Regions from separate parts of the Mus musculus genome. Here region 1 is linked to region 2. A link is a contact called in public Hi-C data. All regions are on one chromosome and are shown on one strand. Each heading gives the region's core, a stretch centred on a gene start, on an enhancer-like site or on the middle of the called end of the contact. The rest is flanking DNA. Distances are from core to core; before and after follow the strand shown.

The links. Hi-C and Micro-C count contacts between places; a contact is called where the count stands out from the background.
Region 1: a contact with region 2 is called in a Hi-C map of induced pluripotent stem cells, with 2.3 times the contacts expected there. The contact joins two enhancer-like sites. A contact is called at or near these places in 5 of 484 Hi-C or Micro-C datasets (B cells, embryonic stem cells, induced pluripotent stem cells and 2 more), 3 of 115 datasets of contacts at active chromatin or transcription factors (embryonic stem cells, memory CD8 T cells and regulatory T cell precursor) and 3 of 9 other capture datasets (adipose tissue, liver and pancreatic islet).

Annotation. Positions count from the first base shown.
Region 1 is chr5:134,483,246-134,489,964 of GRCm38.p6, forward strand. Clip2 (CAP-GLY domain containing linker protein 2) reads right to left here. Exons shown (of 17, transcript NM_009990.3): 17 at 6,138-6,719. Among named protein-coding and RNA genes, the nearest start is that of Gtf2ird1, 30 kb to the left of the region's middle. Within about 2 kb of position 2,901, at least 16 of the 459 cell types and tissues checked have an H3K27ac peak or open chromatin away from gene starts, as enhancers often do. A contact at or near this core is called in induced pluripotent stem cells, where this site is marked.
Region 2 is chr5:134,287,924-134,294,777 of GRCm38.p6, forward strand. Gtf2i (general transcription factor II I) reads right to left here. Exons shown (of 34, transcript NM_010365.4): 3 at 5,824-5,962; 4 at 1,364-1,498. Among named protein-coding and RNA genes, the nearest start is that of Gtf2i, 23 kb to the right of the region's middle. Within about 2 kb of position 5,063, at least 5 of the 459 cell types and tissues checked have an H3K27ac peak or open chromatin away from gene starts, as enhancers often do. A contact at or near this core is called in induced pluripotent stem cells, where this site is marked.

The DNA of each region.
Region 1 (6,719 bases), core at 1,651-4,150, 190 kb after region 2:
GAGAGAGACAGATACACAGAGAGATAAATAGATGATAGATATATAGATATATAGATCTATCTATCTACCTATCTATCTATGTATATATATTGATAGATAGATAGATAGATAGATAGATAGATAGATAGATAGATAGATAGATAGATAGATAGACAGGCAGACAGATGAGAGATCTGATACCTCTTCAGTAAACAAACCATGTGCAGGCGGTCCTGGCCTGGGACATGGCAGCCCTGCAGGCAGTGGTCAGGGCATTGCCTGTGGACATGAACTTGGTGTTGCACAGGAAAAAATCTGAGACACAGAGGCTTTGCCAAGTGGGCAAGAAGAACACTGCAGAAATTTTCTGAGTGTGTACATGTGTACATATATGTGTGTATGCTTGGGTGCCCCTGTGTATGGATGTGTATGAGTGCACAGGCAATGTATGTGGGTGTATATATATATATATATATATATATATATATATGCACATGTGTGCCTGTACAACATGTAGCACTGTATGACTATGGCTGTGAATATACCTGTAGATATGACTGTCCACTTGTGCTTGTGCAAGAGCATGTGTTTATGTGCATACAAGGTGTTTGTGTGTATATGCATATATACATATATGCATGTTTGGCTTGTATATATGTGGTATGTGTGCTTGAGTATATATGCACACACACATATATGTGTGTGTGTGTGTGTGTATAGTACAGGTGTGTCTATGAGTATCCATGTATGTATGTATATTGTATAGGCATATTTTTCTGTGTGAGCTGTGTGGATATGTGCTATTAATGTGTATATTTATGTTTACATGTATATGCAATGGGTGTGCAAGTGTAGATATGTGTACATGTTTTTTTTGTTTTGTTTTGTTTTGTTTTTGAGACAGGGTTCTCTGTGTAGCCCTAGCTGTCCTGGAACTCACTCTGTAGACCAGGTTGGCCTCAAAGTCAGAAATCTGCCTGCCTCTGCCTCTGCCTCTGCCTCTGGAGTGCTGGGATTAAAGGAGTACGCCACCACTGCCCGGCTTTTTTTGTTTTGTTTTGTTTTTTTTATGTGTACATAAACAATATATGTTAATATATGTGTATGCATGTATTAGTCAGTGTTCTCTGCTCCAGCTACGTTAACACTGCTAGATATGAAAGGAAAGTTCAAGAATCCAGTAGTTTCTCAGTCCATGAAGCTGGAAGTCTCAGCTGGTCTTTGCTGTACACTGCAATCCTGAAGAAGCAATCTCTAATGCCAGTGAAGGAATGGGAGAGCTAACAAGGCAAGAGCAAACAGAGAAAGCAAAAGCTTCCTTTTCCTCCTCCTTCTGGGTCCTTAGATAGGCTTTGAGCAGAAGGTGTGGCCCAGATTAAAGGATATTTTTCCCCCAACTCAAGTGATGATCTGGATTAAAGGTGTGTCTGCCTGCTTCACGATCCAAATTAAAGGTGTGTCTTTTTCAATTTCCAATTAAGCAAAAATCCCTTACAAGTGTGCCCTACATTGTGGGGTTTTAGTTAATTCCAGATGTAGTCAAGTTGACAATCAAAAATAGCAACTGCAATGCATGTGTATATAAAGTAAGTGTATGTATAGATACACATGTGCACACATGGATGCTTATACACATATGTGTGTAGTATTGTGTGGATGACTGTATGTGTATACATGTGAATATTCTGGTATGTGTATGTGTGTGTGGATAATTATGAGTGTATGTGCTCATATATCAGTGGACGTCCATATGTGCCTATGTAGTTGTATGTGTACAACATAGTGAGTGAGTGAGGCATGTGCTTACATGAAAAGGCTTCTCTGGAGGATAAGGTTTGAGCTAGAAACTCAGGACCAGGCCAGAGTGGACAGTGGTTCAGAAAGGTTAGCATAGATTAAAGGGGTGTCCTAAAGGTTAGCATAGGTTAAAGGGGTGTCCTAATTTGCTTTCTGTTGCAACAAAACACTGACCAAAATCAAATTGGGGAGGAAAGGGTTTATTTGACTTACAAGTTACAGTCTATCCACCTGTCCACCCATCCATCCATATTTGATTCAGGGCAGGAATCAAAGCAGGGGCCATGGAGGGATGCTGCTTACTGGTCCTTGCCTTGCTCGGCTACCTGCCTAGGAATGGTACCTCCCACAGTGGGCTGGACCCTTGCCCATCAATCATCAACTAAGAACACGCCCCCTAGACCTGCCAGTCTAGGAGGCAATTCCTCAACTGAGGTCCCCTCTTCCCAGGTGTGTCTAGTTGGCAACTGGAGCTTTGACGGGGGTTAGGGGGGTGAAGAACAGAAGGTGGTGGATGCAGCATAGAGCAGGCATGTGGACTGAGTGAGGGCAAAAGGGAGATGCGCCCGATTTGCGAAACAGTCTGGGAAATCCAGTGTGAAGTGGTCCAGTAGGGCAGGGGGAAAGGCAGCTGCTGAGCCACGGAAGGGGCTTTGAGGGTGACTCTGAGGGCAGCATAGGGGACAGCTAGTTCTTCCCTCTGTTGTCACTTGAGAGAAAGGTTCCAGACAAGAGCCAGAACTATGCGTTCTCAATTCAGCAAGGACCCCAGCAAAGGCATGTTGAGTCACTCAACGGCAGACAAGGATCTGGGTATAGGAAGGGGGATCCGAGTCCAGGGACATGAAATCCTACCTAAAGGGTTCCTGGAAATGAATTGAATGTCCCCTTTCTAGCTGGCTTCTGTTGCTAAGATGGATAGGTGGACAGATGGATAGCCACATAGGAGTCTGAACCAAGCCTGGTGGCTTCTTGGGACCACCCCACCAGGGAACTATAGGGCCGGGAGGGAGATACTTTGTGCCTTTCCTGTGCAGGCTTGCCAGTCAGGTTCTATGCCTTTTAAGTGCCATAGAGATGACCGGAAGGTGCAGCAGCTGAGGGCGACACCTTGTGGTGAGTTCTGTGCATTACAGGAGGGACTATAAATATACATGCATACCTTATATGTATGTCATCTCCCACTGTGTCCTCTTCACTGCCCCAACTCACCTTTCTCTTTCTGCCCTGTTTTTTCTTTCTTCTCTTCTCCAATCTCCTCTTTTTTTTCTCCCTTCCTCTCTCTCCCCGACCTCTTCCCTGTCTCCTCCCACTCTACCTATCCTCCCTCTCTTCCTCCCCCTCCTTCACGCCCCCCAGGCCGTCTTTAAATTTACTGTGTAAGCTGGTGCTAAGACCAGGCTGTGGCCTGCTGTAAGTTACTCTATATTGACTAAAACTGCCTTTTTTTCAGGTTGTGTCTTGCCCCCAGGAGTCTCTATTTTGGGGTGGAGGATGACGGCTCCCGCCCAAACGGATCTGCAGACACCATCATTCACGTAGCACAGACTAGTATGTGACTTATTCCTGGGCGTAGAAAGCTGGGTGCAGTGGCACATGCCTTTAATCCCAGCACTCAGGGGGCAGAGGCAGGCGAATTTCCGAGTTCGAGGGTAGCCTGGTCTACAGAATGAGTTCCAGGACAGACAGGGCTACACAGAGAAACCATGTCTCGAGAAACCAAAAAACAAAACAAAACAAAACAGAAAAAAAAAGAGTGACATCCAGGACAATCAAGGGACACACAATGAGACCCTGCCTCAATAAGCAAAAATAAATAAACAAATAAAATTTAATAAGGGTGCCACCCTTCAGGACAAATTGAGACTCTAGGGGCATATGGGTGATTGAAAATATTAGACACACCAAAGAAAGAGTGTAACCCCCTCACCTGGAGCCCTTAAAGTGACGAAGCAGTGGCCCCCACACCTTCTTGTCATCTGACACTCAGTGTGCGAATGAAGGACCAATATACAGAACACTCCAGGCTGCCTCTGGGGTCTCAGCACAGCGTGGTCCCTGGACTAAGAAAAACACTGAGTGCTGTAAGCCAGATTTAATAAAGCATCCTAGAAGCAGAACAGTTATCTGAGAGCTGTAGCCTATGCCCAACTTCAGAGGTTTCACAGGGGAACAATATTAGCAACCGGAGTAAGGGGTTTTTTTAGATTTTAAAATTTTTTTAAAGATTTATTTATTTATTATATGTAAGTACACTGCAGCTGTCTTCAGACACCCCAGAAGAGGGAGCCAGATCTCATTATGGATGGTTGTGAGCCACCATGTGGTTGCTGGGATTTGAACTTGGGACCTTTAGAAGGCCAGTCAGTGCTCTTAACCACTGAGCCATCTCTCCAGCCCCTTAGATTTATTTATGTATTTATTTTATGTATATGAGTACACCATAGCTATACAGATGGTTGTAAGCCTTCATGTGGTTGTTGGGAATTGAATTTCAGGACCTCTGCTCACTCTGGTCAGTCATGCTCGCTCAGTCCCTGCTCGCTCTGACCCAGAGATTTATTTATTATTATACATAAGTACACTGTAGCTGTCTTCAGACGCACCAGAAGAGGGTGTCAGATCTCATGATGGGTGGTTGCTGGGATTTGAACTCAGGATCTTCGGAAGAGCAGTCAGTGCTCTTACCCGCTGAGCCATCTCGCCAGCCCCCTAAGGCATCATTTTAGCCAAGACTGTGGCTGCTTTTTCCTAAGAATCTGCCTGAGACCAAACTGAAGAGTTTCGTTTTTGGTTTTGGAAGACAGAGTTTCTCTGTGTAGCCCTGGTTGGCCTGGAACTCACTCTGTAAACCAGGCTGGCCTCGGACTCAAGAGATCTTCCTGCCTTTATCTCCTGAATAATGGATTCAAGATGTGTGCCACCATGCTTAGCTTAAATTGAAGAGTTCGGGATTTTGTTGTCAGAGGACATTTTAAGACAGCCTAATGGCGACTCTTTCTTGTGGTTATTAATGATCACTCTAATGCATTGGGATTGTTATCTAGAAGGCAAACATAAGGGCAGGTTTCTGGGTACCAGGAACTACCCTTAGTCCTTCAGGAACCTCCCATAGCCTTCCACCAAGGTCAACTACCTCGGAAAGGGCACCTAGTTCCTGGTGACTCCCAGCAGCCTGTGTCGGCTCAGACCCCCACCCTGCTGCGTCTCATTCTGCTCACTCTCCCACTCTCGCTTCTCACTCTGCCTCCCGACCCCTCCCAGAGACAGCTTTGGCAGTTTGCTCCGCAATAAATCTTTCCACCCACGGAGAGGTCTAGTTTAGCAATTTCTCTGCACCGTCGCTTATAGGACATATATAATTACGTTTTACAGCAGGTTACAATTAAGAGATTGCCTTGAAGTCTCAAGAGAGCCCTGTGAACAGTGTTGGAATGAATTCATTTTGAATTATGATATGGCTACAAGCTTACAGGGGCCAGGGAGCAGAATGTGGTGGGTTCTAATGTAAATGGCCCCTGTAGGGTCATGTTTGAATCTTTGGTCCCCAGTTGGTGGAACTGTTTGGGAACAATTAGGAGGTATATAGCCTGTTGGAGGAGGTGTCATTGGGCTTTGAAGTTTCAAAAGCCTAAGCCCTTCCCAGTTAGCTCTTGCTTTCTGCCTTGTGTCTGTAGATCAGATGCAAACTCTCAGCTACTACTCCAGCACCATGCCTGCCTGCCTGCAGCCGTGCCCCTCACCATGATGGTCACGGATCGTGCTTGGAAACTGTAAGCCTTATTAAGTGCATTATTCTGTAAGTTGCCTTGGTCATGGTATTCTGTCACAGCAGAGGAGTAAACCAGGACAGGACCTCAACTGAGAAGATGAAGCCCTTTCCTCCCCAAGTTGCTTTTGGTCATTGCCAGTAATAGATATGTATGACACAGGCCAGACAGTGGTGGCGTATGCACTCAGGAGGCAGAGGCAGGAGGATTTCTAAGTTCGAGGCCAGCCTGGTCTACAGAGTGAGTTCCAGGACAGCCAGGGCTACACAGAGAAACCCTATCTCTGTGTAGAAAAAAAAAAAAATGTATGACATCCAGAGTTTAGAAATATGCTTTGTGTGCGCACGTGCGCGTGAACATGCATGTACACTTAGGTACATGTGTGCACATGTGGAAGTCCAATGACAAACTCAGGTGTTAATCCTTAGGACATAGTCCATCTCCTTTAAATCCAGCCCCTCTAAAGCACACCCCTCCCCTACCTCCACTGACCAGTCACATTTGAGTAGAAATGAGCTGGCACCGGAGAACAAAGTTAGGACCCCCTCCTGTCCCTAAGGTGCCCAAGACAGAAGCAGGCAGCAGCAGGAGTCCTGAACCTCAATCACAAGCTTTATTGTCCGAACATGGACTTGCCACACTTCCACAATTCCACTGGGGGGAGAGGGAGGGGGAGGGGGAGCGGAGGGAGGGCGGGGATGGCTGAGCCACAGCTGGGTGGCCACACCAGGTAGGCTGAGGGGGCCATCAAAGGCCAGTGCTTATGGGGAAATGGCTTCTTGCACACCTACCAGGTGCAAGCCCACTCCAGGGTGGGGCTCAGCCCCTTCTGGTCCCTTCCGTGGGAGCCTTTGGCTGTTAATTCCTAATCCGTGAGCTGCCCGATTGTGCTGGAAAGAGCAAGATTTGGCTCTGCAGACGGGCCACTAAAGCGTCAGTTCTAGGCTGCTGTTGTTAATGGCAAGTGCTACCCAAAAGCCAACAGGAAGCAGGGGGTTGGGCTGAGGGGCTGCTAAGTCAGCTCCTCCCTAAGGACGAGAGCGTGAGCGCCACCTTCTGGTGCCTAGTGGCGCTCACACAGGCCACCTGGGCCATCCTTAGGATTTACCACTGTGGTCCTGCCCTGGGAAGATGGAAGCAGGGCTCTCTCTGGGTTGCTGGGGTCTTTAGAGT
Region 2 (6,854 bases), core at 3,813-6,312:
TGGTGGCAGATCGTGGTGATGTGGACTACCTTTAGTCCCAGCACTCAGGAGGCAGAGGCAGGCAGATCTCTGAGTTGGAGGCCAGCCTGGTCTACAAAATGAGGTCCAGGACAGCCAGGGCTACATAGTGAGGCCCTGTCTGGAAAAACAAAAACAACAACAAAATAAAAAGAGCTTACTGAAGCATTCTGACTGTTGTCATAATATCTGACTTCAACATTATCTTAACATAGTATTTCAAATAACACTTTAAACATTAACATTTGATTCCCACATCAGCTAATTCCTGAACCTGGAATCTGTCCAAAGGGTCAAATACAAAGTACACAACAGACCTCAGTCTAGCCAGCATGGTGTATCTAGAAGGCCAGCTAAGTGGGAGGCTGGGCCAGGAGGATCAGAGAAAGTTCAAAGCCTGCCTGAGGATTAGCGAGACCCTCTCTTACGATAACAACGGGCTGAGGAGGGGGTGCACTTCAGTTGTCAAGCCACTTCTTAGTGGGTTCCTGGGTTATAATGATGATCTCTTATATCAATATAATTTGTATATTTATTTGTTTTATATATATAATTACAAAGGGTGCTCTGTTGTACCCTACGACAGGACTAAAGCAGACCTACAGTGGAGACCTGAGGATAAGCATCAACGGCAAACCAGTAACTCTTAGGCCAGCGGAATGGCTCAAAGGGTAAAGGCCCTGGCCAGGAAAGCCTTGTTGCCTGAGTTTGAATCCAGAACTCACTTAAAGTAGGAGAGCAGACTCCATGGAGCTGTCCTCTGACCTCCCCAGGCATGCACACTAACTCCCTCCCACCCACCATACACACACACACACACACACACACACACACACACACACACACGCTAGAATTTGTTGTTGTTTTTCTTATCTTCTGAGATAAGCTCTTACTATGCAGACCAGATTGGCCTGAAACTCAGAGAGATCTACTCACATGCCACCATACCTACCCACTAATGGTAACAATAATTAATTAAGTTAATTAATTACATTGTACTTATTTCTGAGTTCTTTGACTTAATTCCTTAAATTTACAAATTTACCTATTCAATTTGTAAAACAGTATGACTGTCAAATCATTTATAAAATCTATACATTTAGGAAACATACAATGACCAGGGCCTGCCCAGTGGGAGAGACTCTGTTCACAGAACAACCAGTTCAATTCCCAGAACCCACACAAGCAGGAAGGTGACCCAACTCCACAAAGTTCTCCTGACCTTCACACAAAAGCTCTCGAGTCTACAAATACATACGTGTATTCATACAAACACAATTTTGTAGAGAAGAAAATGCCAGTTTATAAGGTATTTTTCTCCAATTTTAAAGTGCTGTGTTTTTACCATAGCAAAAACAGAAATAGTCCTCCACCGTTTTTCTGAGTGTTTCAATTTCTACAGCATCCACACTCATCCGATTGGCCTGGGTGGTAGATTTCATCTTATGCATCTCGGCGGCCTTTTCTTCTTCTTCAACACCTGTAAAACAGTTAGTGAGACCAAGGCTAAGATCCGCCACCCACCGTGCTTCTCTGTTGCTACAATAAACACCTTTATGGCAGGAGAGAATGTACTGGCTCTGGTGACCGACAGCCCATCCCCAAGGCAGGCCACAGCAGAGACCATGGAGGAGCAGGGCTTACCCACAGTGGGCTGAGCCCTCCCATATTAAGCATCCATCAAGAAAATGCCCCACAGACATGGCCACAGGCCATCTGCTGGGGGCAATTATGCAGTGGAGGGTCCTTCTTCCTAGAGAGCTGGCTGGTCAGTACCAAGATGGCACAAACGAGCCAACCAGCACCATTTACTGCTTGGCCTTTAGTAAGGATACTTTTCTATGTTTCTCCTCCAGCCTTCCTCCCCTTCTGCCACGCTAATCGCCCAGCTTCCCTCAAACTCCAATCTAGCCACCTCTGGTCTTGAACTCTCAGGAGTCCTTTGCCTTATATACAGGCATGACCCACCCCGCCCAGACACTATAAATCTAACAAATTTGTTACAAAATCTCAAGGGGAAAAGGAATAAGGGAACTTTTTAACAATAAACACTTAGCGAGGAGAGACACTTACACCTGCAGTCCCAGCACTGGGGAGGGAGAGCCGGGAAGATCAGGGATTGGAGGTCAGGGGCTGGAGAGACTGTGCAACAGCTAAGAGCGCTGCCAGCACCCACGGGAAGCCCAAGACTCTCGGAATTCCCATTCCAAAGAATTCACTGCCCTCTTCTGACCTCTGTGGGCAGTGCACACATGTGGTCCATAGACACATGGGGAGACACAAAAACTCACATACATAAAATAAAAATAAATCTTAAAAAAAAAAAAAGGCGGTTTGGCGGTCATCCAGGGGTGCCACAGGAGACTGTAGCTCAAGACACCAGGGCTAGGCATGAAGCTCAGCTGTGCTTGCCAATCATGCACGGAGCTCGGGGTTCAACCTCCGGGGGACTGAGAACTCAGGGTCCTCCTTTGCTGCAAAGCAAGTCTGAGGTCACATGAGACCCTGTCTGCATAAATAAATGAACTAACATATAACCAGGGTTTAAATTTTACCAGAAAAAAAAAAATCAAGATACCAAGATTGTAAGTATGGACACGGGTGGATTGCGGCATCCTTTCTGTCCTAGGGATTGGACGCAGAATTCCATGCATACTACCCAGGTGCCCTAGCACTGAGACACTGCCAGCCCCAACCCCAGAAGGACTAAAAATGCTCTGGAGGCCAAGATGGCAGGAACAGAGTTCAAAGCCTGCACAATGAGACTGGCTAAAGAGGTAAGAAGGAACAGTAGGGAATTAAATGAATTAACTAAACAAGGCTATCTGCGAGCACTGCTGACCCTCGGGCCCCTCACGCTTGGATCTTACAGACAGGTTTTATGGTTTTGCTTTGTCTGAGTGTGATTTAGCGTAGACGCAGTGGCTGCTGCTGCCCTGGCCTTGGCACAGCACCATTCGCATGCATCCCCTGACCTTATCCACAGGGCTGATGTATTTACTGATACAACACTGTAGCACATAACACATAGCTCTCTAATGCCTGGGCATGGTAGCTCGTGCCTCTAACCCTGGGGAGATTGGGCTACCCTGGTCTACAGGGTCAGTTCCAGGCCAGCCAGGGATACACAGAGAGACCTCACAAATCAAACAAAAAACCCTTCTACCTTCTCTCTGGTGTTCTAACCCTAACCCTAACCTTATAAAAGTTAAAGATTCTGAGAGGAAAGCTTATCAATCCCTGTTCCCAGTTCAAGACGCAGCAGCTGATGAGACTCCCCTGGGAAAACCTATCCCAGGTATAAGGAGCACAGTCAGCCGTGGGTCCAGCCGGCTGGCACTGGACTCCATGGCAAATCTCCTATTTGGCACAACCCACTAGGTTCAGTTTTCCTGAGGAGCAATGCCTTTAGTGTATCTGTTACTTACACACATTCAAAACATAAAGATGGCTACACCACTCTAAGTTCCAAATAAAGAGGGCCTTGGTGTTCTCTGAGCTTTCCCTGGGAACATGCCGAGCGGGCACCACAGTTTAACCGCAGGCACACAGGTATTACTGACTCATCGGCTATGTAGCTGGGCTTCCACGGTTCTTTATTAAGGCAGCACCACAGAACATCTTCCAAACCCATCAGCTGTATCGGACCCATAAAAGAGCATCCTCGCTGGGCTTGCTGACCGTATATTTGTAAGCGTGATTTGTCTCACAAGATGGCTCCAGGTATGCAAGTTCTATCAGGTATGCAAAAGGTCAAAGTTCAAAACACTGATAACTTCTGCTTAAATCAAGGAATTATTGGTCTACTCTCAGTAACTATTACAAGGACTGGCTCACAGGAGCAAAGCTTATCTGCTTCCTTTTGTCCAAGCTTTATCTAACTATGGCACAGTGGTTACAAGAACCAGATGGGCGTAAGTGACCTTCTAGGCGTCAGAGGCTATGCTAATTCTGTCAGAGAGATCAAAAGAGAGAACATTTCCCTCTTGCCTTCCACGGCTAAGGAGGTCCCCAGGACTAGGGCATCTCTCAAAATGTCCGATAACTGTGGGGAGTCACAGCTGGGGTTGGGGGCATGGCTCACGCCTTCGACTCAGAAGGCAAGGGCAGGTAAATCTCTGTGAGTTCAAGGCCAGCCTGGTCTACAGAGTGAGTTCCAGGACAAACAAGGCTACAACAGGAAAAACCCTGTCTCAAAATAACAATGAGTGAATGAATGAGCAAATATGTATATACTGTCCTCTTGTTCAGAGAGGCCACAGAGACCCCACCAGGTGACTCTAACCAGTGTCTAGCTTACAAAGAAGAGGGTCAATACAGAGGAAAATGTCCCATGATTTCTTTTTTTTTATTATTTTATTTTATTTATTTTATTTATTTATTTTTTTCGAGACAGGGTTTCTCTATATAGCCCTGGCTGTCCTGGAGCTCACTTTGTAGACCAGGCTGGCCTCGAACTCAGAAATCCGCCTGCCTCTGCCTCCCAAGTGCTGGGATTAAAGGCGTGCGCCACCACCCCTGGCTGTCCCATGATTTCATGCCAAGCCATGATCAAGTACGGCCTTTGAGACAGACATTTCTTGAGCCCATAGGAGCCCTGAGGACCAGATCCTTAGGTGGTGGCCTTTGAAGTAAAACCATGAAGTGGTAGCTCTGGCCCACGAAGGAAAGCAGAGGCTTGGAGGATGGCTGGCGCGTTTCTTTAACAGTTTAAGGGTCCCACTCCCTGGGCATTAGGCTTTAGTCCATGTGAGCTATTATTTAGGCAACTATTCCTCTCTAGTGATTTTCTTCTTGATAAGAAAAATGCTACTCAGATAACAGGACATCATGACCACAGCCCAATTCAACATCGCAGTGCCTACCTGCAGGCCAAAGACAGAGGCCTGCTTCTGTTTGCAAACGGAGAACTGTCTTCCCTCTCCTGCTGGAGAGGCTGTCTATACCCTGCGGCGCTAGCCACTCCAACAGTTACCGGAGTGCAGGAAACCAGGCCCGGGACTCATCACTCAGACTGACTGCTCATGGCATACGGGACTTTCCTGGGAACAATCACCCAGCTGGGCTATTGTAGTAGCCTCGAGCATTCTCTTCTCCACTACATTTCTATAGCTGGTCCTGAAGATGGAGCCCTTGAAACCGCCATCTTTGTGGTGCCTACCACAATGTTGCCATAGCACCCTGAACCAGCCCCGGGAGCCATGTCATGAGAGTGCTCTTTCTCTTGGACCTGTACACAGAGAATACACCATGAAGCAGCTAGAGGTCATCACCTGCCCCTAACAGCAGGGAGGGAGAAATAAAGAAAGGCTAAAGGACCACAGGTGAGCAGGCCCTGAGATGCTGGCTTCTTGTTCCCAGAAAACCTCCAAGAGAAACAGCAGGAAGGTTCGGAGGCTGGTGTCTAACCAGGACCAGTAGGGGCAAGGGGAGACCAAATTGCCCTATAAAAACCCCAAGCCAGTGTTCCTTTAACAAGCCTGGAGCCTCGTGGTTCTCACAGCCTGAGTCCCTGCAACTTGGTCTTTTGTCTTACAAAGTTGTTCAGTTCCTTGTGTCCTCACAGACAGCCCCCACCAGCACCCAGCTCACACCTCCTCCTACATGACCAAGTCAGTGACTTGTCTTGACCCACTTCCCCACTCCCACAAATACACACGTCACATCCTCTGTCTTTTTCAGGTGTAATTCATTCTTAGGAAGCTTGAGATGCCGTATCTAAAAATAATTGTATTTAAAATTTGCAAACTACAAAAATAAAATAAAATAAAATAAAATAAATAACAATAAAAACACTGCACTTACAATACTTCACAAAGTCTTTTTGGAAATCTTTTCTGGTATTGACAAAAGCACGCCCTCTTTCGGTTCCAACAACAAACACGTCGGTCTCATACACAGCAATGCAGGCCACCTCAGCCTTGGACTTGGCCAGCTCTTTACACTGAAACAAAACCAGACAACATTACACTATGTATAGCGATTTAAAAGCACTGATTCTTTCTAGATAAATCTAAAAACCTAACACTTAAAAAGTGTCTTAATGCCGGGCGTGGTGGCGCACGCCTTTAATCCCAGCCCTCGGGAGGCAGAGGCAGGCGGACTTCTGAGTTTGAGGCCAGCCTGGTCTACAGAGTGAGTTCCAGGACAGCCAGGGCTACACAGAGAAACCCTGTCTCGAAAAACCAAAAAAAAAAAAAAGCGTCTTAATATATAATCAGGACGCAAGTGTCATTCACATCTTTTTGGGTTTTTTTGTTTGTTTGTTTTTTGAGACAGGGTTTCTCTGTGTAGCCCTGGCTGTCCTGGAACTCACTTTGTAGAACAGGCTGGCCTCGAACTCAGAAATCCGCCTGCCTCTGCCTCTCTGCCTCTCTCTCTGCCTCTCTGCCTCTGCCTCCCGAGTGCTGGGATTAAAGGCGTGTTTCTGTACCAGTGATGACAGATTTTTTTTTTGGTCATTTACATCTTTAAATTAAGTGAAAGTAGATGCTGTACCTAGTTCTAAAGGGGCTGGGGGGTCAAACAAAATCAAAACAACAAAAACAACGTACAGGAAGAATGAAAGTGCTGGGCGGTAGTGGTGCACGCCTTTAATCCCAGCACTCAGGAGGCAGAGGCAGGAGGATTTCTGAGTTCAAGGCCAGCCTGGTCTACAAAGTGAGTTCCAGGACAGCCGGGGCTATACAGAGAAACCCTGTCTCAAAAAAACAAAACAAACAAACAAAAAAAAAAAACCAAAAAACAAAAAAAAAGAATGAAAGCAAGAACATACACACAAGGTAAGATTCCTCAAGATACAAACTCAGATTTGCAGACGTGCACTTTGTGAGGCC